Regions from separate parts of the Mus musculus genome. Here all the other regions are linked to region 1. A link is a contact called in public HiChIP or PLAC-seq and promoter capture Hi-C data. All regions are on one chromosome and are shown on one strand. Each heading gives the region's core, a stretch centred on a gene start, on an enhancer-like site or on the middle of the called end of the contact. The rest is flanking DNA. Distances are from core to core; before and after follow the strand shown.

Region 1 (6,689 bases), core at 4,038-6,537:
TCAGCCTGGGGAAACCTACCCTGGCTTCCTGCACGTCCCAGATGTCTAACAGTAAAGGGTTTTCTTTCTTTCTTACTCAGTGTCTACTTTTCCCAATTCCTCCAGTACAGTCGTGTTGTACATACTGGCTGCCATGATTCTAAGAATGATGTTGATCGAGGGATCCAAAGTGAATGGTTATAGCCATGGGTCCCTCGAGTTTTCAAGCTCGCAGTCTCCTCTCTATGGTTGCAGGTTGTCTCAGTTTAAACTCTCCTTTTAGATTCACACGCTCCCTGAAAATAAGGACAATTACTGGCTCCTTAAATATGAGTAGGTTGTCTCTGTAGAACAGGAAGCTGCCAACACCCCCACATGATACACTAGTCACGATGTTCATCGTTGTTAGGGTGCAGATGCAAAAGTCAGCAGTTAGAAACTGTACTGCCCCTACAATGGTGTTGGGGTGCAATGGTGTTGGGGTGCAGAGACTGGTAGGAACTGTTTAGGTCATACAGACTGTTCTGTGAAAGAACTAACTCTGTCATGAGGAGGGTTTAGCCCCCATTTCTCCTGTTTGCCCTTTGGCCTTTTGGCCATGTGAGGTTGAAGACTCCCTCCTCCTTGAAAGGGGTGTGCCCTTCAAGGTATCTTGTTGGTGTCTGATCACCAAAGCTGCCAGCATCTTGACCTTGGGGAATCCGTTGGTAGAGTGCTCACCTACCGTGCATCTCTAGCACCACATGAACAGTGTGGTGGTACACACCTGTAATCACGCCTGTAATCACACCTGTAATCACACCTGTAATCTAGCACTGAGGAAATGGGGGATGGAAAAGTCGGGAGTTCAAGGCTATCCTCAGCTATAGACCAGGTTCCAGACCAGCCTGGGCTAAATGAGAGCTTATTTCAAACGAACAAATAAAAGGCCCAGAGTGGGACTCTGACGAATGCATCTGCAGTCCCAGCTACCACAGAAAGAGTCCAGAGGATCACTTGAGGCTGGAAGTTTCCAGCCAACTTAGGAACGTTAACAAGACAGTGTCTCGAACAATAAAACAAGGTGACATGGGTTCTGACTTTATCTTTGATGTGTCTCCTGATCCTACCTACAGTCCTGCAGAAGCAGTGGTCCCTGAATTTTGGGCAGATAGAGGACAACTTAGTTGTTTTGTTTGTTTGCTTGTTTGGTGCCTGTAGTTAACCACTAGGCAACAGGGCTTCCCTAGGAAACCTATCTCTAACCTACCCCTTACCTTTTCTCATTGAACACAAGATGTGAAAGACACTAGCTACCATTAAAGTAGACACAGGGCACCTGTCCTCTGGCACTTCTGTGTCTGCTCTCCCATGGGCACCAGCGCTGTTGGCTCACACTTTGGAATGCTGATTCCATTTCCCTGGCACAGGCACAAAGGCCATAGAGCCTTCCCAATTTCAAGTGGGTAATGGACTGTCCTAGAGGCCTAACTGTAGGCAAATGTTCAGTTTGCTCTTAGGTGCTTCCCATTATCTTATCACTGGAAAGGAAATGCACAAAGGACTCGTTGTGAGGTGCACATCCAGCAGAAGAGGCTGCCTGCTTTGTTTTTATGTAGACAGCCTTAAGGCTCGGGGCAAAAGTCTCTTGCAGTTCAGAAGATATTAGGACTCGAAGGAAAAGTTTTGCAATAATAACAGATTTAAGGCTGGGAAGATGACTCTGTGGTTAAGAGTAGGCACTGTTTGCCGGGTGTGGTGGCGCACACCTTTAATCCCAGCACTCGGGAGGCAGAGGCAGGCGGATTTCTGAGTTTGAGGCTAGCCTGGTCTACAGAGTGAGTTCCAGGACAGCCAGGGCTACAGAGAAACCCTATCTCAAAAAACAAAAACAACAAAACAAAAAGAGTGGGCTCCATTCTTCCTGAGGACCAAAGCTTGATTCCTAGTACCCACAGTAGGCCGAGCTCTAGATCCAGAATGGTCTGGTTGTTCCCCTGTCTCTCCGGGGTCCCGCACTCCCGTGAACATAGAAACATGCACATACACGTGACTAAGAATAACAATAAGCCAGGCATGGTGGTGCACACCTTTAGTCTTAGCACTTGGGAGGGAGGCAGAGGCGGGCAGATCTCTGTGAGTTTGAGGCCACCCTGGTCTACAGAGTGAGTTGCAGGACAGCCAGAGATACACAGTTAGATCATGTCTTCAGAAATAAATAAATAATAAAAAATATTTTTAATTAAAAAAAAAACCAATCAGATACTTTTTTTCAAGTGGAGTTTTCTTTGTGTTCTCATCAACGAATCCCGAGCCAGGTGAATTGTTAAGTGCCTTGAGAAGGAAGTATCAAGACAGCAGAAGACATGCCCCAAATCTGGGCCTCGGGGAACCCTGTGAGGAGGAGGAAGAGGCAAGAGCTGTGGTCCTGTGAAGGAGAGCGGGGAGAGGATGGGATAAGAATCTCAGGCTTCTGACAGATGTTAGGAGATGCAGATAAACTGAAGGGGAGTGTTGAGCCCACGAGAGGAGCCCCCATCTCTCTGTAACCAGCCTGCAGTCTTATCTTTTATGTGTGTCCTCAGTTCCAGGCCAGGAACAGCCAGCACAGAGCTTGGCCTTGGGAGGATGCAACGTTAAATGTGTGCATTGAACTCCCTGAAGAGGGACATCAGAGTCACAAGTGTTGTGGCCACAAATTCTGTACAGAAGACAAGTCTTTGGATGGTCAAGGATCCAGGGTTCCAAACAGATACCATGCCTCCATGACTACCAGACATAAGACATAACTGAGTGAATCCCATCACAGTCTCTGATGCAGGCAGACTGCCAGGGTGGATGGTAGCTACATCATAGTGTCCCCTTTATGAGGAACCAAGAGAAGCAGCTCCTGTGCCCAACAGCCAGGCAAAGTGATTCCTGCTGGACAGCCGGTAGGTTCTCTCCCTGTAACATGTGGGTTTTCTGGCTGATTTCAAGTACGGTGTTGTGTGGATGCTAAGACCCTGGTTTGGAGTCTACCTCTAACCTTGGCAACCTTCCAACTGTCACCCTTTATCTTCGCTCCTTCTCTTGGTCAGCGGTTCCCTGTGACCCATCCAGACTCTTTTCTGACACAGCCAGAAACGACACTTTAACCCACGCTGCTACCACTTAAAGCCAGACACACTCCATTTTAAACACTTCAGTTTATTCTTTTTATAAGAATGCTGTCTTGTAGAAATGGGATATAAGCTACATGTGATGTGAGATTTTCCAGTAGGGTTTTTTTTTTTTTTTTAAGTAAAAGCAGGTGGACTGGAATCTTTTGAAGTCTGCGCATATTTTATATTTACCCTTGCATTTCCATTTAGACCAGCTATACTGCAAGAGCTCCGTGCTGTGGGTGAACAGTAGATTTGCACTGTACACTAGAGGCTTAAACACAAAGTCCATGAGGGCAGACACAGAAGAGCCTTTAACCAGTTTTTTTTTATTTGCTTGGCTAAAACTTTTGTAGCTTTCTTGGGTACTTCTGATGTAAGCCTTACTTCTAAATGGAGGGATACGTTCTACTAACAGGTATAGTGACAGTGAGACCTTGAAATTTTCGGGGTGTGTGTCTGCAATGTGAGTGATGTCCACCTGAGTGCAGGTACCCACAGAATCCATAAAAGGGCATCCGACCTCCTGGAGTTGGAGTTGTAGGCAGTTGAGAGCTGCTTTCTCCTGAGAGCTGGGGCCTGCAGCAGTCCTCTGAAAGAACAGCTAGACTATGCCATTGCTCCAGCTCCAGTCTTCAGGGAAACTTCAAGGTTTTTCTGTTTTAGTTTTCTTCTCTGGCTCACTCATCCTAGGCTCCATCTGAGAAACCACGTAATACCCAGTGGTAAGGTATATCTAGTAAGAAAAGGGGGGAAACATACCATGTAGTAGAGTGGTAATTTATACCGTATGTTTTGTGTAGTCTGTGCTTCTTATACTACTTTGTAGACTTCTTTAAGTTACTTAGAAAATAGTGTTAATATTTCAGGCAGAAAATTTATATAATTTATTAAAAACTTCTCAAGGACTGGTGAGGTGGCTCAGGCTTGCTGATGGCCTGACAACCTGAGTTCCTGCTCCAGGACCTACATGAAGGTGGAAGATGCTCAAGACTATTAATTCAAATATTCGTAAGCTAGAGTTTTTCAAACCATGGTATAAGAATAAAACTGAGTAAGTAGTGTGCCTGAAACCTGACTGGTGGATGTAGGGGCATACAAGTGTATTCATTTTTACAACCCTAAAGCAACAGGCCATGCATAGAAACATTAGGAGCGGCCACTTTGTACAATAGAAGTCACTGAAACATGAGCACTACACTCCAGATATTCATTTCCTTTTTTAAACTACAGTAATGGACTTCGAGAGACTTCCCAGGAGTTGCTGCTCTTACACAAGACCTGGGTTCTGTTCCCATGGTCTCATAACCAGCTGTTATTCCAGTTCCAGGGGATATGACACCCTCTTCTGGCCTCTATGGTACATACACCCAACCACATAAAAATAAAATCTTTTTAAAAAGGAAATTGTAGTAGCGATTGGACCTACTGCTACATCTTGTTGAATGGATTGCTAGACAGAAACATAGTATGTATGCTATCTATGGCTTCTAATGTCTTGCATCAGGCCTCCAATACTATTTCAACACGAAGGCAACAGGTTTGACCTACAAAAAGGTTAAGAATTCCAAATTTTTAGTCTACTGCTTTGGTCTAGAAAGCCAACCACCTGCATAGGTGGTTTACATAGGTTAAGACGGTTCTCCACTGTCCACTGATGGTTGTGCACGGTTACTCTTTACAGTTACTTCATCTGCTCGCTCACACTCACCTAGCAACCACCAGACACCCATCCTGCACGGGACTTGCATCCGACCTTAGGAGGCTCCGCAGAGGAGAGCTCGGGCGGGATGGTAGCGCGTTCTCTCCACGCACACCTGACTCTGCTAGAGGCTAGGTCGTGACACCTGAGACAAACAGGTTAAGCTTAGTAGAGACTGCAGCATCGGAATCCCGGGGCTTGGAGGAAGGGAGAATTCCCAGGTGGCACCCACAAGGGTTCTGCAAGGAACTCAGGGGTCTCGGGAACCCTGGGGGCTGGGGAGGGCGGCGGAGGCGCAGAGCGCGGTCCCCGCTGGTTGCAAGTCCAGACCCCCGGGGGCACGTTTCTCGCCGTTGCACCCGGAAGCGCCTCCGCCCGGCGCCTCGGGCGGGACGGACCGCGGCTGCCCGCAGTGGGCTCCCGCCCGCTCCTCGCTGGCCCCCGGCTCGGCGCTCCGGGGCGGACGCGCGGTGCGTGCGGACGGTCACGTGGCGGCGGCGCGCGGGGCTAAATACGCGGCGCCGGCCATTTTGTGCGAGAAGCCGCAGCGCCGCCTCCCTGCTCGCGCCCCACCGCCGCCTCCGCGTCTTCCTGCGCCCCGGGCTTCCGCCGCTTCATTGATTTCCGTTTCTCGCCGCTGCAGCCTCCTGACACGGTGATCCGGGCGGGCCCCGCGGGAATTCTATCCTCTCACCGGCCTCACACTAGTGTCGCATGTCCACTATCCAGAACCTCCAATCTTTCGGTAAGGGCCAGTGGCCGGCCGCCGCCCGCGTCCCTCTGGGCTTTGTCTCGGCGCCCAGAAGATGGCGACGGGGGGCTCCCCGCGACCCTAGCCCGGGGGATGCCCCTCTCCGGGCCTCGGACACGGCCTTAAGTGGGCCTGCGACTCCGTAGAGGCGAGGGCCCGACCGGCAGGCGCTTGGGGAACTTGACACTGGCAGGAAGACAAGGGTCTCGGGGACTCACAGGACGGTCGGGGGACACGCCAGGGCTGCAGGGGGACCCGCCAGAGGCTGGGGGGACTGACAGAAAGGCCGGGGGCTTCAGAGACCCGTAAGGGAGCTACAGTACTTGCCAGGGCTGCAGAGACTAGGACTAGGGGCTTGCAGGGAACCTGACAGTGACAAGACGCTGGGAGTCTCTGGTGTTATCTCTCTTGTGGCCTCGGGGCTGGCCAGGGCTTTGCAAGGAGACTGGAGGGGTGGGGCCCAGAAGCTGGAGAACCTGACAGCTTTAGGGTGACTGCGAGACCTGTGACTCTCAGACGACTCACAAGTGTGTGTGTGTGTGTGTGTGTGTGTGTGTGTGTGTGTGTGTGTGTTGGGGCATGGGGGGCGGGGGGTGGCCTTGCTCAGTCCTTGCTGGGAGGGAAGGGAAGTTAAGGGCTTAGAGGATCTGCGACTCAGTCGGCCAGGACTGGAGGGGGGGGGGGTGCCAGAGAGACCTGTCACTGACCGGAGCTGGGGTGGGGCTGGACCCAGCTGGTTTTAAGCAGCCCCCAGAGGCGTCTGTTTGAAACACTTAGGAGAGAGGCCTCTGATTTGACTTGGAAGTGGCCCTGTTGTCTCTGCTTGCAATCATTTTGTAAATTACACCTCGTGAGGTTGCATGTATATGTTTATATGTGTTTTATAAGGCTCAGTTACTATGTTAACTAATTGGGGTGGGTGTTTTTGAATGTTGTAGTCGAAAAATAGTGGCGGTGACGCATGTTCTTGTGGCGGCTGTATGAAGGCTGTATGAAATTAGGGTTTCGTAAATGTTTTCTGTCTCATTTGCTGGTGGCTTCCACAGTGGTGGTCTCTACTTTTAAGCTCAGATATCGGCATACAGAGCCTGCTTAGGTTTTTCTCCTTTGAAAAACTTATTATCAGTGAGCCCCA
Region 2 (6,864 bases), core at 1,675-4,174, 620 kb after region 1:
AAGATGCAGGGGCGAGGGAGAGCTGCAGGAGTGAGGGAGAGATGCAGGGGTGAGGGAGAGATGCAGGGGTGAGGGAGAGCTGCAGGAATGGGAGGTGTCCTGTGAGCCATGATCTCCAGAAACAGCATGAGTCTGTGTTCTGCTCACTGGGTTCCTTGGACTGTGGCATCTGTGGCAGAGGGTGATAATGGCTGTAAGCAGCATGGACCTTGCCCCTCCCAGGCTCACCATTCTATCCCACAAATGCCGTGCTACTGAGTGTCTGTTTCTGGAAGCACTGACCGTGACGGCCATGGGCTGGGTGAGAGTAAGCAGAACTTTATCATCTGCCCCTCTCACTCCTGTGCTGGGGCATCTACACCTTGGTCCAAGTTTGTGACTTTGAGTTTTCTTAGGAGACGATCTACAAGCCCACGTTTTGAAACTCGCTGCTCTCACATCTCATGGAACCCTCTCTCCAGCCTCCTGGAGAGTCCCCTCTGCCTTACTTACCTGGTCCTTGTTTACTTCCAACGCTCACCTTGGCCAGGCGCAGCAGAGCCTTGTCTGAGCCACAGGCCTGATCTGTGAGCCAGCTTCCCATTTCTGCTCTGAGTCATGTGAATACATGTTCCCCCAGCCCACAGTATGCTGACATTCCCCTGTCCACTGACTAGGCATGACTTGTGACCATCCCCTGGCCAACTGCACTTGGCCAAAAGCTTTAAGAGCCAGCAGGTGGTCATCACCCTGGCTGTGACGTCCAACTGCCTGGGAACAGAGAAAATCCATGGGCAGAGAGGCCAGGCGCTCCAGGGTAGACAGAGAGCAGTGCCTGTGACTGGGGATCCTGCTGTGGAGAGTTCCCCTGACACCATGCTGGTTGGGTCTCTCTCTCTCTCTCTCTCTCTCTCTCTCTCTCACACACACACACACACACACACACACACACACACACAAGACAAGGTGTGAGCTTTCCAGAGTACCAGTGTCTAACACCGATTTCAGAATCAGACGTGCACAGCGCACTCCTGGGTGGATGTCCACAATCCAGTGTTTCCGTGACACTGGCTTAGGAAGATGGATGTGAGGGCGGCTACAAGCCACCAACTTCATCCAATTATGCTCACAGTTCGATGGTGGAAGAAAGGGGTGATTAATAAGAGACTAGACGACACAACATGCTGCTCTTGATAAGTAACTAATGATACATAGCAAAGTTGTTCTCTGAAGAGAGCAGGGCCAATCCATCTTTGATTTAGGTCCTTCTTGGAAATGACACAGCACCCCCTGCTCACAGGCCACAGCATTGGCAAATGCAGCCCAATCTCACTGGAGACAAATCTATTGATACCTAGGTAATCATGATGCAATTACCCTTTTCCCTGTTTTTTATTTTCAAAGACATTGTCTCATTGTTAGCCAGGGAATCACTTTTGGCCTGGAAGTCACAGCAGTGCTCAGACTATGGCCCTCCTTGCTGGGATTCTGGGTAGGAGGGAACCCCCCCCCCCAAGAGGGGCTGAAATCTCTCTGAAACTCCTGATCCTTCAGAGACCAGCACTGGAGGCTTTTCTGAGCTGTGAGCTAGCATTGGTCCTTGCCAAAGTCCTTTCTTCAATGGATAGTATTCAGTCTTTAAAAAGGAGGGACTCCACCATAGCAGACCCAGAAGACATTGCGGTCAGCACAAGAAGTCTGACGGAAAGAAAATGCCACAATGTGATGGTTCACTTCCACTGTCAACCTGGCTGGATTTGGAATCACCTAGGACCACACACTTCCACAGTGGGTTCAAAGCGAGGCTCTGGGGTGTGACAGTGCACACTCACTTCCCTTTGCAAACATCTTGCTTCTTGTCAGAGCCCTGAGAAGCTGGTGGTCTTTACAGCAATGGTAAACACACACGAGGGGAAGACACTTTGCTTTCAACGGGTGACTTTTTATGAGGTCCTTTCATCCACTAGTAGCTGCTATTACATACAACCCACGCAGTTGCATAGCGTACGACTCTGCTTCCTCCCGCACCAGACTCAGCATCCATCCCCCTCTCCATCCATACTGTCTAGGATGCAATCTCCCACATCATTCCCACAGCTTCTATCACAGAAGCTAGAGCTGGGATGAAACACTCCCATCTATCTACAGAGAGCCCAGGGAGATTGTTTCTACAGATCTGTTTGTGTCCAGAGCCGTGATGCGGCTTGAAACCCCAAGACAGAAGGCTGGGGCATCAGGGAGATGCAGGACAATGCTCCAACAACCCTCAACTCCAGGCAACTTTCTTCTGAAGAACTTGGAAACTATTCTGTGGTTGAGTCACACACCAACCCTTGGGGAGGGGCGATAGGAAGGAGGCAAGCTCGGTGAGACTCAAAGGTCACCCGCTAGTTTAAAATCAGCCTTGCCATTTGCCTCACGGAGAGAGGCAAGGAACTCCTGGGAATAAAGGGCAAGATTAGGGCCCCTTTCGAGGCTGTCTGCGTGCTGGCAGAGGCTGGAGTGCCTGCCGTGGCACCTGCTGTGTCAGGAATGGTGAAGCTGAGCAGCTCCTCTGCTGATGGAGGCGGACAGCTGGCAGGTGCTGAGCGAGCTCTGACACAGCTGGGCGAGCGCTAAGGAGACCTGGGCCCAGGCTTTCCTCTCATCTGGAGCAAGGTGCATGGTGCAAGCAACCTAAGAGTATGGATGGAAGCCAGAGTGGACATCATCCCCATTTCTGATTACAGTAGAGAAGGGAGTAAATGCTACTGTTAAATCCGACTGACAGGCACCACAGGGGCTCGAGGGAAGCTCTCTACCTGGCAGAGCAGCAGGCCGGAATCAGCAGGTACTGATGCCAAGCCACTGCTGGGCTCATCCTTAGAATGCTAGCCCTGGCTCCACAGTAGTGGCAGTGCTGAGCAGGCCCTTCTGGCAGGCTAACTGTGTTGCTTGGCTGCTAGCCTGGCATATCCATGTCATTTGGAGTTCCAGCAACATGCTTCCATGGTCCTGGCTCCTGATGGGGTGTGCCTCGAGGCAGCATGGTGGACCACTGCCAAGTCTGCTTAGGCAGAGAACCCTGGCAATGGAGCCCAAGGGAAGCTGCCAGCGTCCCTGGAGATGGATGCCATCTCATTTATGTATCTTCTTGGAGTGTTGACAGATCGACCTGTCCTGCAATGTGCTGAGCAAAAGACCAGCCTGAAGCAGGAAAGATGAACCAGAAAAAATGCAAGCGTGCACACATGATTGTCTCTTGATTGGTGTATCACATGTGCCAAAACTGCTTCTTTCCTACTGTACTGTTGCCCACCGCCGCCATGAGGGCACTGTCTGCCTGTGAATTCTGGTGAGCTGCGGATGCTCAGTGTGAACTCTGCCTCAGGGAGACAGGCTCAGGCTCGTTCAGGGAGACAGACACATGCATGCAGTACCTGGACAGTCCAGAAGATGGCGCCAGATCCCCTGGGACTGGGATTTACAAAAGCTTGGCAGCTGCCCAGGGTAGGTCCTGGGATCTGCGCACAAGTCCTTGGGGGTGGGGGGGGCGTTCATGCTGTAGCTGCTCAGCCATCTCTTCACCGACCATCACCCCGAGTCACCTGCCCTGCTCGCTACAGTCTGTGAGACAAGCAGAGTGTGGCAGATTCTCTTGAGACTCCACACGAGAACCCCAAACCTGCACCCAGATGTAGAAACACTTTGGTTTTATTGTTCGTGGATCAAGGCCTACACCATCAAGGACCATGGTGGCAGATTCAAGGCAACACTGCCAGCCATCTTTTCCAGGTTGCTTTTCAGCTGGGATTGTCACCAACCTGAAAAAGTAAACAGCCACCTGTGACTGACCTAGACTAGAAAATGCCAAAGGAAGCAACACTTTATTCCAGCTCCTGCCTGCCTGCCTCACTCTGGGCTCAGGCCCCAATCAAGTTCCTTGGGGGGGTGGGGGTAGGGTCCTATCTGAAGGATGGCCAGGCCACACCCTGCAGGGTCATGGGACGAAGTACCGAGGATTTGGCCAGGTGAGGCCAGTGAGAGCTGGAACAAGCAGGCAGTGGAAACTGCAGACGCAGAAAAGAAAGGGACTCTAGGGAACAGCACCAGGCATGGCTCCACAGACCGAGCACCGGGGTGTTTGCAGCAGAAAGACATTCAACCTTACCACATGAAACTGTGGGTAAAAATGAATGAACGCCTAGGGCTTGGAAGACGCTCAGTGGGTATGATCACTTCCCGTGAAAGCAAGAGGACCTAGATCAACCCCCCAGCACCTTCTTAAAAGCTGGGACTAGCATGCATGGGCAGACATGGGGAGCGAGGCAGCCAGCCTAGCTGGAAGCAAGCCTCAGGTCAATGGAGACCCCGTGGAGATCCAGCAAGGTGGAAAGCAGTGAGCCTTACTCAATGCCAACACTCACACAAACACACATACACACAGACATAAGAATGATCACATGTGTGCATGCACACACATGTACAATCAATGCCTAAGGTATCAATTACTTTAGGACTCGATGGAGTTCAAGACCAACAAGAAACACACCACCCACCACCAAAGTGTGAAATGGAAAGGTCTGCTGTGACTGTTGATGACCGGATGCGGTCTTGTGGTCAAGTCTCACTCAGCTGTGGTTATGATTAAGATGGGGACTCAAGGTGGACCTGCTGGAGTCCGTGGAGCCTCTGCACCTTGGGACTCTCTGAGCGATAAGACTTGGTTCTGATCTGGACTTACGAGCCACACTTCTCTCCTTTGAAGACCACACGCACGCACGCACGCACGCACGCACGCACGGCTTTCGGGAGATGAGGTGAGAGTGAGCAGGCATGTAGCTCAGATGACAGGCACGGCCATCAAAGCACAGAAATGAAAGGAGGGACAGCATTAGTGGTTTCTGTCCTAATGGCACCCCAGCCTCCTGTGTGCCCCAGAAACATCTCGGAGACGCGTTGTGACAGGATGCCTAAATGAGGTCTCGGGAAAGATAATGGAGCTTTAATGATGGAAATAGTAAGGAAATTAAACCCCATCATGTTCCATTAAGCACATTCTCAGCTCCAGTTTTCACTAAATTATTTTATTATGATTTTGCCTCTGTCTCGTGAAATAACCTTTCATGGTGATTTGATTTGCAAGCACAAATAAGGTCCATTTATATTCCAATATGAGCCCCCTGTGAGATTAATAAGAGATGGACCATCTAAGATCTCGCCATTCTGCAATTTGGCGGGGGGGGGAGTCTCATTTTATATTTGTGTCTGTGAGATGAGCATTATGTTGTAGTTACAGGCTTGCAGTCACGCCAAACCTGCTGGAAAGACCGGAATCAGCCAGGCAGCACCTTCCACCCTCCCTGTGTTGCTGTCCTGTGTTATCCATCACCTCACCTCAGCCCTTAGCCTCAGTCCAGCTGCTGTCTCATGGATGTCAATCATGTTTAGTGCTTTGTGTGACTGACAGACGGCTAAGCTGTCCATACCCAGCAGGATGCTGCAGCGGAGCCATCTAGATGCACACCCCCAAGGACAGCGAGGTGCACGGCTAGCAGCCAGCGAGATGCACGGCTAGCAGCCACGCACTGTGTCGGGGCAAATCTAAAACGGTCTGTAGTTTACTCTTTGCTCCACAGCCAGCACAGGCTCCCTCCCAGCACCCACCAAGCAGGCAGGTGACTTAAAGATTCTTCACTGCGCCCAGTGCTTCCAGAAAAGCATCCCAGAGAGAGAACTCTAGAGAAGCTTAACTGGACCAACGATTCGCCAGGCAAATGGCTCTCCAAACCAATCCTAGTTGAAGCTATTAAAAGACCAGAGGACTCTAGAAATCCAGGGTGACCTTGACTAAGACTCCTAGCAAAGTTGTACCTCCTGCAGCAACTGGACTTGTTAATGTGCATTGGTCACCCTGGTGGCACTGGTTTTGAAAGTAGGAAGGGGTCATGGAGAGCAGCTGAGGCTTGGCACTAAAAGACATACACACAGACAGAAGCCAGAGAAGACCATAGGTGAAGGTGCAGCCTCAGTTGCAGTTGATGGCCCAGGACTGAAGGGGTCATGCAAAGAAGCTGAGGCTTAGCATCATGAAGAGAGCCTATGAGAGGTTTATGACGAAACCTAGTTGCATTGGAAGAGAGATGTCGGTACTATGGGTTGATCATCAAGAACTGCAGCAGTGGAGTAGAATCAACCAGAGCCTAGAATGCTACAGAGGGCAGAGCTGCGGGATACCTGCTGAGGAAAGCTGACATCAGGGAGTGGAACCAGCCCAAGAGAAAGAAGTGTGTCGCAGTCATCGATGCAGAAAGGAGTTGGAGACCTGGTAGTGCAGGCATGGAGATGCAGAGTTTGGAGTTTGCCCTGATGGATTTTGGCTTTGCGTTGGTCCAGTGTTTCCTCACTATGATGTTTTAGAATGGTAATACATATCCTGAGATGTTGGCAGTATTTTGATTTTGACTTTATAGGGGATGCCAGTTAAGAGAATGGATGAACTTTGTGTACCAGCCCACCCTTTTGGGCAGATTTCTGCACATCACTGAAGATGTAGTACTATCTTGTAGTGATGCTGTATAGACAAATAGATTATTTCTTAATTCATAATGATGATCCTATAAGAATTCCTAAGATTATACTAGTAATTATTAAGCCCTTTATAATAGAACTGTTATTAAATCCTTTCTGATGTCAAAACTGCATTGAGAACTCTGCCAGTCAAGTGTCACGAGTTAATTGCTTCTAAGATAGAAAGCAGGCATTTACAAGTTAGAGCACATTACAAGAGGTTGTAAAACAACCAAAGGTCATAAAAAGGAACTAACAATTTATTGTAGGTTTAAGGAAGATGATAAAATATTGACTGAGTTTATCTAGACAAAACTTCAATGATAACTTAGTCAC
Region 3 (6,630 bases), core at 656-3,155, 900 kb after region 1:
TAGATGGATGGAATGATGGATAGAAGGAAGGAAGGAAGGATGGATCAATAAATTAAATGTAGCCTAGATTCTAGGGGAGGGGATAGCTTAAGCAATTGAATGCCTTGGTTGAATGGTAACCGGGTCAGCTCCAGAGTGACTGAGTGAAGAGAGGGTGAAAGACTTGGAAGATGAAGGTTTGAGAAGCCAATTTCCCTCCCTAGATAGTAGGCACTCAACAGGAGGCGCTACTCTGGGGAGGTCTTTGCAGTCAGCACGCAGAGTTCTAAGCTTAAAATACTAGTCTCTGTGGACTCATAATAGTTTTCATGTTTATGGGGTACAGTGTCACAGTTCAGTACATGTATATACTGTATAGTGACCCAGTCACGCCGCTGGATTATCCATCACTTTAAACATGTGCCATTTATCTCATGGTGTTGGGATCCTTCAAAACCCTCAGTACTGGTTATTTGGAAGTGTTTACTTAATGGCTATCAGTCACAGTGGCTGTATGTCCTGGCTGGGTTTATGTTAATTTGATACAGCTAAAATCATCTGAGAGGATGATTAACCTCAATTAACGAAATGCCTCCATAGGATTGGGCTGTAGACAGGCCTGTAGAGTGTTTTCTCAATTAGTGATTATTTGGGAACGGGTTCATTGTGGGTGGGGCCAGCCCTGGGCTGGTGGTCCTGGGTTCTATAAGAAAGCAGGCTGAACAAGCCTGGGGAAGCAAGCCAGTAAACATCACCCTCCATGGCCTCTGCACCAGCTCCTGCCTTGCTTGAGTTCCTGCCTCACTGCTTTTGATGATAAACGGTTACATGGAACTGTGAATGAAATAAACACTTTCCTCCCAGCTTGCTTTTGGTTGTGACATTTCATCACAGCGGTAGGTACCCTAATGGAGACACCATACTTGGCTATACAGTGTTCTAAGATATATGTTTGGTACCTACCTGTGCCACTGTGCCCATCAGACAGCTCCCACCTCAGAAATTCTATGTTTTGAGAGTAGGATTCAAATTAGTAAAGACCCCTGATGGATATGTCCTTGCCTGGATTTTGCATGCTGCAGACGGGTGCAGAAGGGGTAGGCCTCAAGCTTAGCTCTCGGAAAGTGACAGCCATGGTAGGTTCTCACTCAGTCGTCTTCTCCCCAGACGTGTGCAACAGCACCAACCTTCCAGAAGTTGAGATCATTAGCCTGCTGGAGGAACAGCTGCCCCATTACAAGCTAAGAGCGGACACCATCTATGGTTACGACCACGATGACTGGCTGCATACGCCCCTCATCTCCCCAGATGCCAACATCGACCTCACAACTGAGCAGATCGAAGAGACGCTGAAATACTTCCGTAAGTAGCTGGCGCCATCTGTGGGCACAGCCGTGCGATGCCAAGTCCTGTGTTGTGGGCCCGCCATCTGTGGAGCGGCAGCCAAGAGGGATGTGATCTTGGGGGTTAGCCATGTTAGGGGTCTTCTTGGTCTGGATGAGTAGTGGGGACCAAGCATTTTCATTTGAAACATGCAGAATAACTTCAAATTATTCTCATGTCTCTTCTTTTCTGGTTTAAATAATGACTTGTATTTATTGTGTATTTTATATGTGTGTCTGCCTGCCTGTAAGTATGTGCATCCTGTTGGTTGTGAGCCACTGTGTGGGTGCTGGGAATTGAACCCACTTCTGTAAGAGCAACTAGTCTCTTAACTGCTGAACTTTCTCTCCAGCCCCATCATTTCCCTTATAAATCCCCATTGAGAGTGAATCTGTTTGCATTTAAAAAACAAAGATTGCAAGGAAATCTAGGCAGCTTCTGTCAGTGTAGACAGCAAAGCCTGACTGTGGAAGCTGGTTAAGCTGGAATTCCAGGAGCCAAATCCTTGCTGCAGTATGGAGTTATACCTCTAGGTGGCAGAGCTGCTTCCTGTCGGGTGAGCTTAAGCTTAGGCTTGGAGGCGACTCCAAGGCAGGGAGGGCGATCGAGAGTGCTGTGTGCTGTGTGCTGACGTGTACTGCTGACAGGAGAATGATTTAAACATTAATATTTACTGTTGCTTATGTTTACTCAAATGACAGTTGTTTTTCATTCCTTCTTCCTTTCTCCTTCTCTTTTATTCTTTCAATGCTAGGATTTGAACCCAGGGTCTTGTACATGTTAGGCGTTAGGCAGCTATTCTAACAGTTTGCAATGGACTCAGTCCTTAAAAGGATGCTTCTTAATTTTTTTTTTTTTGGACAGAGTCTCACTAGGTAGCTTGGAATTTTCTATGTAGTCTAGACTGGCTTCAGATTCATGCTGATCCTCCTGCCTCAGCCTCCCAAATGCTGAGATTACAGGAGGGGTACCACCACACCAGGCAGTACATGTTGCTTTATTTTTTTCCACAGTAAGACTGAGTCCAGAGGCTCCAACATGCTAGGCAAATGCTCTTCCCTTGAGTGGCCACCATCCCTGGAGTTCTGTTCTTTAGAAATTCACACGTTCTGGGTCTGGAGAGATGGTTGAGCAGTTAAGAGAGATTGCTGCTTTCCTAGGAGAGCTGAGTTCAGTTCCCAGCATCCACGCTGGGCAGCTCACATCCATCTGTAACTCCAGTGTTGGGGAATCTGATGCCACCTTCTGGCACTTATGGGCACTGCACTCACGCACGTGCCTAAGACCAGATGTACACATATATCCATACTTTTAAAAAACCTTAAGACAAAATTAATTTACTCTCTGTCAATACATATCCATGTATTTCTCATTTGCATATTCATGTCATTACAGTATCCCTTTTAAAGATATTCCTGCTTCTCTGACAGTAACAGAAGAAGGTTAGGGTTAGGGGTTAGTGGTTAGGGTTAGTGGTTAGTGGTTAGGGTTAGTGGTTAGTGGTTAGGGTTAGGGTTAGTGGTTAGGGTTAGTGGTTAGGGTTAGTGGTTAGGGTTAGTGGTTAGGGTTAGTGGTTAGGGTTAGTGGTTAGTGGTTAGTGGTTAGGGTTAGGGTTAGTGGTTAGGGTTAGGGTTAGGGTCACTGAGAACCAGCTTGTGGTACATTCTTGAACTTTCTGCAGTTAGAAACCAGTTCACTAGCATAAACCAGTCTTTCCAATTTCTGAGATCATTTATAATAAAACAAATTGCAGCTATAAGCTGGTGCTTTAGGGTGTGTGCGGGGCAATTCTCAGGTTCTCTGTATTAGATATGAGTAAGAAGGAATTCTGTTTGACCTGTTGAGTGTATCTTCCATAGGCTTCCCTGATAGCCTGTGTCAATAAGAACGAAAATAGAATAATCCAGGCCTAGAGTATCTGGCGTGCCTCATAGTGGATCAGAACTCCTTGGTGAGTCAGTTTTGTTTAGCCAGGGTGTCTGTACCAGCGAGGAGTGAGTGTGGGATTGTGCATGGAAAGCCAAGTCACTTACCACGTAGGTTTCGTATTTTTCTCTTGTGGATGTAAGTCCACAGTATACTTTGAAACAATCAGTTGTAAGAAAGTCTGTCATGCAACTTGTTCTTCTATTGGAGCCTCGCTGTTGTCTCTGCCGTGGGAGGCTCCTGGTTCCTTCTCACAAGCATCGATTGGCCATGGACCTGCACATGCGTAGTGTAATTGGTGTGGTGGTCACCACAGCATCAGACCATTTTATAGGATGGCCACAGAAGTGACTCGTTGAATCCCTATAAAACATCTACAGATAGGCAAGGCCCACCAGTGCCCAGTTCCTAAGGTCTCTTTAACAGGAGACTCAAACAGAGATTCATCATTTGTTTTCAGTTATACATGTAGGAAAATGCAAAGGAAGCCCTGTTAGAATCACAGGTGGGTACCACAGAGTAAATTACAAGTGGAGGAGCTGGAATGAGCTTAAGGTTGGGTGCATCCAAGTCTTCTTGTGTATTATTTCCTTCTGTGGATTCTGTGCTTAGAGCTGGGTGGCTCTTTATTAATGTCTGTTAATTGGAGCTGGAGAGATGGCTCAGCAGTTACAACACTGACTTCTCTTGCAGAGGACCTGAGTTCAGGCCTCAGCAGCCACATCAGGAGGCTCACAGGTGCTCCACAGGAGTGATGTCCTCTTCTGGACTCTGGGAGCACTGCACTCACATGTGCATCCACCTCATACATACAAATACATAGAATCTTTTAAAAAGAAAAAGAACTTAACTATCTGCTAATTGAAATTAAAGATTTAAAGTGAAGTTCTGTGACACACCCCACCCAAATGGTCAGTAAAGAGAATTTAAGAGTTTTATGAATTTAGTTATTTCCCTTAACTTCCAACAGAGATGTAACATTGTCTTCTGTGATCAGACTGGAAGACTAGGCTGGATGTCAGCTGCAGGGCATGCAACTTTGTTACCAGTGGAGAGCAGAGATGCCTGGGTGCTGCACACCCACAGCAGTGGCTACACACTGTAAAACCTGCCTCTGCCCATCACTGGGAGCAGATGCTGGGCGTTGCTACAGCACTGTGAACCTTTTTTTTTTGGAAAGATCTTCGTTAAGCAGCTCTTACATCAGCAGATTTGGTTTTCCTTGGGCTTTCTGAACTGCAAAACACAGCATTGCTGTTTGAGGGATAGAAGTGCAGGTGATGTGTAGAGAGCAACCTAGGGGCCTGCTCTGTGCCTGGTGTCCTGGATTTTTTGTTTGCTTGTTTATTTGTTTATGTCTCAAGACAGGGTTTCACTATGTAACACTGGCTGGCCTAGAACTCAAAGAGATCCATCTGCCTCTGCCTTCTGAGTCTGGGGATTGAAGGTGTGCACCACTGTGCCTGGCCCTACTACTTATTTATGTATCTTGTGTGTGTGTTATATATCTGTGTTCATATATGTATATGTATATATATATATATATATATATATATATATATATATATGTAGAGACCAGAGGATGGCATTGTCTTCTATACATCACCAATGTATGTTTGTTGGTGTTTTGTTGTTGTTTCTGAGCTAGGGTCTCACTATCTATCCCTGACTGGCCTCGAAAGCAGAGCTTCACTGGCCTCTAAAGTGCTAGCATTAAAGGTGTTCTCCACCATGCTGGCTCACCTTACATTTTAAGACAGGCTCTCTCAGTGGACTTGGAGATCAATGACTCAGCTTGACTGGCTGGTCAGGAGCCCCCAGGAACCGGAGTTGGGATCGGAGGGGCACACCAGCATACCTGGCTTCTTTAGTGTATGCCAGGGATAGATCTCCAGATCTTCATGTCTGCACAGCAGGCAGGTTTCCACTGTGCTTCATCCCTGCCCTGGTTGGGTTTTGTCTATGTGTTTACATATCTGTAACCCGGGAGACACATGACTCAGTAGAGTGAATCACCAGTGCCAGGCCACTGTGGGTGGCTGAGAAGACATTGTCCACTGCTTCCCTTCTAGGTCCACTGTGGGCATTGTGTAGGGCGGTGCCCACTGTGGCTGGTGGAGTTGGGGATACAGGGCTCCCTAAGGTGAGAAACCAGAAGGGGTAAAACCAGGGTAGGTACATCCTGGCCACCGTGTTTGGGGGTAAGACCCCACTGACACTCCCCCCCAGTCCCCCTCCTGGGTGGACAGCCAGGCTCTGCCCCTGAACCTGGCCCTCAGTTGCCTGGCTGATGAGAGGGAACACTTCCCCATCTGCTTTTTTTGAGTCAGACCTCCTTCTACATCAACCTTTCCAGAGTCACTTCATTCATTCAGAGAATTCATTTCCATGGCTCACAGAGTATGTGCTGCACTACCTGAAACCGCTTCCTGCTCTGTGACATCCAGCTGCCTCATGTGGTCTGACGGTGACCTGTGTGCAGTAGACCAGTCATGTGACACTCAGCGCACACCAAGCAGCAAGGTCACCATGTTTGTTCTTGGGTGACCATGCTCCTGTTGGTCCTTCTTCCCCGGCCTTTTATGGTTGACACCAATTGATCCAAGAAGTAATTCTTTGTGTCACACCCAGATCTGCTGACCACCACACCTCAGAGGTCATCTGGGAAAGAGCAGGCCCTGAAGCAAACAGGTTTTGGAATGTCACCCCAGCCTTTGCTTTCGGTGTGCAGTAATCCAGCCAGCCAGTATGTGCAGGATCAGGCAGGCATGGCGTTCCTTTCAGCACCAGAGTTCTTGCCTGAGATTTACTAAGAAGGTGGACACATCTCTATTGTTTAGATCTTCTTCCCATCCTAACCCAGGACTGTGGCATGTGCAGGCTCGTGCTGAGGGTAGTAAGGACAGTGACCTCTCCTCTGGGACATCATTCTTTCCTCTGTGAGGGTTCCCACCCCGACACCTTGACCGGACTGCCATGCTCTTTCAGTAGGGAGTACCTTGGATCAGGTCCTGTCAGCTTCAACTCTCCTGACAGAGGTACAGGCAGCCTCTGGCCCTGTGTTGGCTGGTTGTGGGAACACACGGTCTGCTGTGCCCTTCCATTCCAGCCCTGCACCCCCCCCCCCCCCACACACACACACAGCTGATCTCACATACTGAGGAGCCTCGGTATCGAGAGAGCTCTTACTGGGGAGGGTACCAGGATGCTGGTTAAGTATGAGGAGCCTTATTCAAGGTATTCCCGTTGAGAGCTTAGTCAATTGTGCAGTTAAACTGTCTGCAGCATTGGTCCCTCTCTCCTTTTCTTGTCTTCCCACCTCTTCTTCCTCCCCCTTTGTCT
Region 4 (7,296 bases), core at 3,406-5,905, 590 kb after region 1:
CCCTGCACTCAAATGAAGAGCCAGACAAGGCTGTGTGGGAGGAGATAGGAGACTCTCTGAAGCTCACTGCCCTCCGTCTTAGCTTCAGGTTTATTGAAAGGCTCTGCCTCAGGGAAGGAAGCAGAGAGTGAAGGAGGGAGACACCTGACCACTCGCTCTGGCCTCTGAGTGCACCTGAATGTATGCATGCCATATACCACACACACACACACACACACACACACACACACACACACACACCAAAAACATTGGGGGAGGGGATGAAAGGAAACTTGAATTTAGTTATCTAAAGTCACATATAAGTAACTGGGCCAGAGGTCAAACCAAGGCTATCCAACACCAAGTCACACCACTCATCCCCATGGATGTCTCTGTGCACACCCCTACACTCCCAGTTCACACCACTCACTCACACACACACACACACACACACACACCGTGTCTCTGTGCACACTACCACATTCTCAGTTGGATCTCCAATGGCAACCACATGCTCAAGTAACGCCCACGCAGAGCATCTGCCCATCCCATGCTACATGGCCAGGCTCCAGGGATGGCTCTCCACAACTTGAGACTCTGTCTGGGTTACCTTCCTGTTGCTATGATTAAATTACCCTGACAAGAGCAGCTGAAGAAGAAGGGCTTTATTCTGGCTCGGAGTTCAAGGGTACCATCTCCTGAGGCAGGGAAGTCCGGACAGACGGAGGGAAGCTTGAAGCAGCCTGTAGCACTGCATCCAAGGTCTGGAGGCAGAAAGCCATGGATGCATGCCTGTTCAGCTAGCTTTCTTCATTTCTAGTCTGGGATCTCTGCCCACAGAAGGTCCTGCCCAGTCAAGACAGGTCTCCCCACCTCAGTAAACACAGTTGAGGTAACTCCTCCCAGTTTTGCCTAGAGGCTTGTCTTCCAGGTCAGTCCAGATCCTGTGGACCTGAGAACTTTAGCCACTATGCATAGGCTTCAACTGTACCAGGATAAGAGTCAAGTCCTTCTGATCTGGGCTATACCCCATGGGCCTTCATAGAACTAATTGCAAGGGGTTTTACCACAGAAATGAACAGCTTTATATTCAGAACAGGTTCGATACCGCCTTCGCTTTAGAATGCACAGTTTGTTCAGATGCTTCTCTGTCTTTGCTTTTAGAACATGACCTCAGCCTGACCTTGCAGAGCAGGCCTCTCTGCCCTAGATCATGAACCTGGACTCCAGGGTCCATCCGTAGAAAGCCAAGACTCCCCCCCTCCCCCGACACTTCAGGCCTACAAACGGAATTTCACCTGCCTGCTTCTCTTACTGCTACTATTGGAACAGAAGGACTTTGTTGAGAATCCGACACCTTTCCTGGCTGAGGGGAAGAATAGCAACTGTTAGCTTGCTCCCCTCTGCCTCCTCCTCATCTACCTTTCTAAGAAAAGCAGTTTTCTCCTGGAGACCTGGGCCTCTCTGCATCTTGGCTGTTGATCCCCCGCCTTCCCTTCGGAGGCACAGGCTGATGTGGAGAAGCAGCCTTTGCACATTAAACATTAACACATTATCCCGGAGCTCGCGGAGCTCGCGCTGATGTTTCCTGCTAAGGCTAAGACAGGCTTGCAAATTAGGATGTGGGCTGCAGCAGGGGCGGTGGGGCCAGCGCTTCGGTCCCAAGGCTTCTGAGCTGGCAGGTGAGGCCACAGAACACTTGCCCTCAGGACACCCGGTGGGTCATCAAGCAGTGCCTAGACCCTGCCGTGGCAGCTATGTGCCACCTCTCTACAGTGTCAGGGACTCCAGAGACCTCAACTTTGCATAACTTGGCAGCTTATGAGAGGAACACATTAAAACTCAGAGCAAGGACTCACCCAGTCTGTAGTGGAAGCCCTGTATAGTGAAAGACTTTGTGTGGATGTGGCGGCCTCCCAAGAGGCTCAGAGAAACTGCAGAAGCCCAGAACTGCCTGTGCCCCCACCTCGGCATCTCGCTCTCTAGGTTGGCCTCCGGACATCCAGCTCTGTGGCCCCCTGGCTACTCTGGAGCTCCTGTCCCTACATGACACAGCACTGTCCTTCCAACCAGGTCTTCCACCTCTACCTCTGACCCACAGACTCCTTCCTAAGAAGACAGTGTCCCTTGTCACTGCTGGGCTATAACTTGACCCTTTCTTACCACCCAGTGTCTTAGACCTGCCTAGGTGCTGTAGTCCAGGCAAGAGACGACAGAAGCCTGATCAGGTTTGGAGAAAAGTAATTATATTTGCTAGACATCTGAGGTAGAATTCCACATCGCTTGGTGGCAGACAGGGTGAAGAAATAAAAAGGAAGAAAATAAGACTTAAAGGTTCCTTGTTTGTGCAGCAGGAAGGGACAGGCATGGCTTGCTGCAGGGGGAGGCATGGCTTGCTGCAGGGGGAGGCTGGCATGATTTGTGGTGGGGGAATGGTCTTAGGGGACAAATGGTTTGTTCAGCATTAGGTTCCAGGGCATCTGGTGGTCACACTAAGCAAACTGCTAGATATATGAGCATGGAACTCAGAGAACTCTTTGAGAAATATATACAGAATAGTCCCTCAACCTGGGACTGTCAACTTATGAGCCACATTTGACAGTAAATGGCAATATGACATGATCTTAAATAGAATTAAAAAAAAACACACACACGTGTAGTTTCTCAGTATAAAAAAGCCCAACACTGAATATAAAACTATCACTTCCAGTCTCGCCACCTGAGTCTCATGCATGGCGTTGGCCACTCCGCACAGGTGTGCCAAGGGAGCAGACGTGAGGTATCTGTGTAGAAGGAGAGGCAGCAAGAAGACTGTCAGATATACTGAGGTCTGCCCAGGATGCATCTCAAACGCAGTCATATAACATGCCTTGCACGTATGAGGCCCCAGGTTCAAATCCCAGCACCTCAGAAAGGTTCCACAAATAGTGAGTGGGACAGACATGCTAGTATCATGTGACTAGACATGTTTTAAGGCTGAAGATATAGCCCCGTGGTGGAGCCCTTGCTTAAGACACCCAAGACCTTAGTGTTACCCAGCACTGAGGAGGTGGGGGAAGAAAGCAGGATGAAGGTGCTTGGAGCTGGGCTGGCAGAGAGGGGGCCGGTGAGAATGTAGATGCACCCTGGAGTGGAGCTTGAAGGTCTAGCATGTCTCTCTTAGAGTCAGAAAGTCATGCCACAGGGAATGATGGCCCATTGCTGTTCTCAAAAGACTTAGACGGGATGATGGCAAAAAACTTCACACAAGTTCAAGATGTAGCCAGAAGGTGACTCATGAGAAGAGCCACAAGGGAAGACCCTGGAGACCAAAGGTGAGAAAGTCTACCACGCACCACAAGCACAGAGGCCAGCCCCACCATGAACAGTTCAGTGTGTAGACCATACTGACACAAGACCACAGGGCCCGACTGTCCCACCAGCAGAAGGCTGTAGCGAGCTTTCTTCCCCTCCTCAGCACTGAGAGACAGGGCCCTAACTGGGAAGTCTGGTAAACAGTAAGTCTGGCCCAATCTCAAAACTGGATTCAGAACCCCTCCAGCTATCCATCTGAGAGCTCGCTGCCCTCCAGAGCATGGCATGGCCATGTGTACAAGATGAGTGTGGGCATCTGTAGCTGGCAGCCTTCCCTGACTAACCTGGATGGTCCCTGAAAACTAACTTCCCTTTCTTTAAAATAAACAAGTGTATCAATGCTTGGAGAATGTTACACTCTGTGCTTAGATCACACTCACCCTTCCTCCTACAGCTGCCCACGACCCTATCCACTCCCACACCTCTCTACCCACCCAGCCTCATGCTCTTTCTTGCTCTCTCTATTTTTTTAAAACCCATCCAATTTATTCTGTCCAAATTCTCTGGGGAGTGGGGGCTGGTCCTGGATAGCAGTTGACTTGCCAGGAGGCACATTCTGAAGGAAAAGCTGACTCTCTCCAGGCAGCTCTCACTTGCCAATACCTCCTCAGCTAGAGGTGGGACTCATGACCACACCCTTTCTCCATGCTGGGATTTTCGTCACCTAGGTTGTATAGGTTTTGCATGCTGTCACCATCACTGTGAGTTCCAAGAGCATCTGTCCTGCTGTGTCTGGAAGGCAGTCTCCTTGAATTCAACCTCTGCCTCTGGCTCTCAGACCTTAATGCTTCCTGAGCCTTGGAGGTGGGTATGAAGGACCCACTACTGCTATCAGTATGAAACAAGTCCTGACAACTCTTGTACCCACAAATCAGTGCATCTCTGAAGCCTCATCAGAGAATCTACTTCTTACAGTAGATGGCGATTAACACACAGAGTATAGGAGCCTGTGGTTCACTCAGTCTACACTGGGATCCTAAGTCCATCAAAGAAGCACCATGGTGCGCTGGCTTCCCAGGGGCTGGTTTAGTCAGCAACGCCTCCTGCCAACAAGGTGGTGGGTGCTTCCTTCCACAATGGTGTCCATGATCCAAGCAGTGGCCACTGGTGACTGCCCGGGATCAGGTGACGGAGGATGCTGGGCTTATCCATGACAGTGGTATATGCTCTATTCTCTCTTTTAGATTTCACAACAGTACTACACAGAATGAGAAACCCAGCAGGCAGACAGCTGGGGGAACTGGCTCAGAGCCACAGAGGCAAAGGAGGTGCTCTGGAGATCCCAGTCTCTCACTATACCCATGAGTTCTCTGTGCCTCCCTGTCCCTCACACCCGCGCTTGGGGAGATGAGCTGGGGCTGATTCTGAATGACAGGACTGTGGGGCTGGGAGCAGAACTTCTGCTGGAGATTCCAGCTGCTGCTACCACCCCCCTCCCTCACCCGCTCACCCCCACTCCTGCTCTGGGCTCCTCTCTGTCCTCCCTAGGAAGCAAAGCTGCTCTGTGTCTGGCTGAGACTCTAACCTTCACTGATGTCCTTCCACTGGCCCCTGTAAAGAGGCTCCATTAGATGCAGACACGGGCTTCCGCACAGCCCCCGTGTGGAGGGTTTTAAAAGCAGTAGAGGCGACTCTCAAGTGTGCAGGCATCCAAGCAGGAAATGGGCAGAGCTGTCTCTCAAGAGCACTCTGCTTCTTTTCCCAGCTCCTTCCTCTAACTCAGCCTGGAGGCTGCACTTCTACAGATGGAGATCAAAGTCAGCAGCCACCTTGGAAAACAACTCCTGGCTCAGACTGTCAGGACTGAGACAGATGACAGTGAGTGCCATGGGGTGGAAGGCTACGGAAGGACAGACCAAGCAGTGGTGCGCTGGAGTGCAGGGAGCCTGAGGAGAATTAGCAGTTTGTGTTAAGGAGTTTTAGGTTTTAAAGTCCTGGTTTCTCATCTCCTTAATCACCTGGAATTAGAGAGTTTCTCTCCTGTCCTGGAGTTTGTAAACTCTCGATCTTTTTCTTTAATCTACAGCCTTTGTGCTTGACCCACAGACTGGTCATCAAGGTGCTTGGAGCGGCCAGAGGCTACATCTTAAAGAACGTCACAAAGCCAGAATGGTGAAACAGCAGAGAGAACAGTGTTGTTTAAAGAGAGACTTACGGGGTGGGGCAGGAGAGTAGCAGCAACGCGCCGCCATGACACTGCTTCTATCCCAGCAGAGAGGGACCATCTGATACAGGACTCAGTCATCTCAACAGGACTGTAAACGTGACAGTGACCTGACCTTGGCGTGTGACATCCTCCTGATCTAAGTATCACATGACTCGGGTGGTCAGTGAGCATCAAATGAAACGGGCCTGGGGAAGCACCTATCACAGGGAAATACCCAGTAAAACTGCCCCCTCCCTGTCACAGAGCACAGTAACACGGGTCATATTCGTGGCTGATTTGCACTGCCTGTGGCTGTAAGAACACATTACAGACCCCCAGACTCATCTCACAGTACTGAATATTTATTATCAGATATAAAGGGAAGCAAGTGAGTGAGTGAAAGTAGAGTACATGCAGAGACAGACAGACAGACAGACATATCTGTGGTAGTTAACCTTCCTTGACAACTTGATGCCTTAAATTGCCTTGGACAGCAAGGTATCTCAAGAGCTGGGAGCCAACACTGAACAAAGAGGAGACAGATGGGTGCTGGTATTTATGTCTGTCTGTCACCTTCCTGCTGACGTAATGGGGACAGTCATCACCTCACACACACTCCTGCACCCAAGCCTACCCACTGCGACAGACTATATTCTTCTAACTGAAAGCCAAAATAAACACTACCAAAAGTAGCTTTTCACCAGGTATTCTGTGAGAAGAATGAAATAACTATCGATTTAGACACATATGTAACATGTGCATAACCATCCAATCTGTCGTTCCCAGCATATATATATATATATATATAAAACATGGGTGTAGCCATCCATTGCTCCCAGCATGCTCAGCCTCCCGCTGCTCACTACCTAGCCAACTCCAGATGTACCCAAGGCAAAACCTGTTCTCATGTGTTCCTAGGCGATGCCCAACAAGCCTTTCCCGCCCTCCCTGAAGATTCTGTGACCCAGTTACCCAGCTCTCCTTGGTCATGCCCCTGCCTCACATGGCCCAGGCAGGCTGCGTCCGTAGCGTACATCCCTTGAAAACACCACAGCCACGTCAGCAGAGTGTCACAGAGCAGGGGACAGAGAGGCAGCCGCTCACCTGCAAAGCCTGCCGGACGATTCGAGAAGTGTAGGTCAGCATGCCCAGTAGGATGTCGAGCAGGGAGGCCAGCAGTGTGGACGCCGGCTCCGTGTTGGTTTTATTGTCCCTGTCCAAGCACAGAGTGGCAGTTTCTGTGAACATGTTACAGACATGACCAACGAGTCCTGACGGTAGAGAAAGGAAAAGGATTTGTGATGAGGCTATAAAAATAATGTGTGAGCTGGCAGGGGCTCTGGGACTCAGTGTGGCACAAGCTGTGCAAGGTGCTTATGATGTTTATTTGGGGAAGTCACTTAAAATGAAGGTTTCCAAGCCTCAAGCCCTCAGTGTCTGCTCAGGAGCCTGGAATGGGCCAAGAGGCTTTTCTTTTCTTTTTTTTTTTTTTTTTTTCTTTTTTGTTAAGTTCTTTGAGAACTTCATACACTGTGTTTTGGTCATGGTCACCGCTCCCCCCTCAGCCCCCGCCGCCCCCCCCCAATGCCCACCCAACTTTGTGTCTTTTTGTTTTAAGTGATCAAGCCCAATGTGTCCTGCTGTTCATACACTCCTGGACATGTGGCCTTCCACCATGCCCATTGCTTCTTAGCTGGGCGTGGGGGTGGGTTCTATGCCCATTTCCCCTCTCCATCATGAGACGTGGTCAGCTCACACTATGTTGTCTCTTAAGGCAAAGCTCCCCCAAACCACGCTCAGAAACACATCCACACAAG

The links. Promoter capture Hi-C pulls out the DNA fragments that hold promoters and counts their contacts. HiChIP or PLAC-seq counts read pairs in DNA pulled down with a chosen protein or histone mark.
Region 2: a contact with region 1 is called in an H3K4me3 HiChIP or PLAC-seq map of forebrain, with 4 times the contacts expected there. The contact joins the enhancer-like site here to the promoter of D830035M03Rik in region 1. A contact is called at or near these places in 5 of 39 promoter capture datasets (cranial neural crest, embryonic stem cells, hippocampal neurons and 2 more), 2 of 15 datasets of contacts at CTCF or cohesin (embryonic stem cells and stem cell-derived epiblast-like cells), 14 of 484 Hi-C or Micro-C datasets (the G1E-ER4 cell line, colorectal tumor organoids, embryonic fibroblasts and 3 more), 5 of 115 datasets of contacts at active chromatin or transcription factors (embryonic forebrain, embryonic limb bud, embryonic stem cells and 2 more) and 1 of 9 other capture datasets (embryonic stem cells).
Region 3: a contact with region 1 is called in a promoter capture Hi-C map of hippocampal neurons, with 3 times the contacts expected there. The contact joins the enhancer-like site here to the promoter of D830035M03Rik in region 1. A contact is called at or near these places in 4 of 39 promoter capture datasets (the 3T3-L1 cell line, the C10 cell line, hippocampal neurons and 1 more), 5 of 484 Hi-C or Micro-C datasets (embryonic stem cells, myocytes, reprogramming fibroblasts and 1 more), 11 of 115 datasets of contacts at active chromatin or transcription factors (astrocytes, embryonic forebrain, embryonic hindbrain and 8 more) and 2 of 9 other capture datasets (embryonic stem cells and pancreatic islet).
Region 4: a promoter capture Hi-C map of hippocampal neurons shows a contact between it and region 1, with 5 times the contacts expected there. The contact joins the enhancer-like site here to the promoter of D830035M03Rik in region 1. A contact is called at or near these places in 4 of 39 promoter capture datasets (embryonic stem cells, hippocampal neurons, liver and 1 more), 1 of 484 Hi-C or Micro-C datasets (uterus) and 4 of 115 datasets of contacts at active chromatin or transcription factors (bone marrow-derived macrophages, embryonic stem cells and kidney).

The regions. Positions count from the first base shown.
Region 1 is chr9:120,487,294-120,493,982 of GRCm38.p6, forward strand. D830035M03Rik (RIKEN cDNA D830035M03 gene) reads right to left here and starts at 5,288. Exons shown (of 2, transcript NR_166642.1): 1 at 4,813-5,288; 2 at 3,128-3,837. It overlaps Eif1b (eukaryotic translation initiation factor 1B), which reads left to right and starts at 5,313. Exons shown (of 4, transcript NM_026892.3): 1 at 5,313-5,548. The coding sequence starts at 5,518.
Region 2 is chr9:121,104,892-121,111,755 of GRCm38.p6, forward strand. The region is part of intron 31 of Ulk4 (unc-51-like kinase 4); the gene reads right to left. Among named protein-coding and RNA genes, the nearest start is that of Gm34945, 130 kb to the left of the region's middle. Within about 2 kb of position 2,925, at least 49 of the 459 cell types and tissues checked have an H3K27ac peak or open chromatin away from gene starts, as enhancers often do. A contact at or near this core is called in forebrain and hippocampal neurons, where this site is marked.
Region 3 is chr9:121,390,711-121,397,340 of GRCm38.p6, forward strand. It overlaps Trak1 (trafficking protein, kinesin binding 1), which reads left to right. Exons shown (of 16, transcript NM_175114.3): 2 at 1,147-1,341. Among named protein-coding and RNA genes, the nearest start is that of Trak1, 27 kb to the left of the region's middle. Within about 2 kb of position 1,906, at least 8 of the 459 cell types and tissues checked have an H3K27ac peak or open chromatin away from gene starts, as enhancers often do. A contact at or near this core is called in hippocampal neurons, where this site is marked.
Region 4 is chr9:121,074,981-121,082,276 of GRCm38.p6, forward strand. Ulk4 (unc-51-like kinase 4) reads right to left here. Exons shown (of 37, transcript NM_177589.3): 33 at 6,584-6,750. Among named protein-coding and RNA genes, the nearest start is that of Gm34945, 100 kb to the left of the region's middle. Within about 2 kb of position 4,656, at least 23 of the 459 cell types and tissues checked have an H3K27ac peak or open chromatin away from gene starts, as enhancers often do. A contact at or near this core is called in hippocampal neurons and uterus, where this site is marked.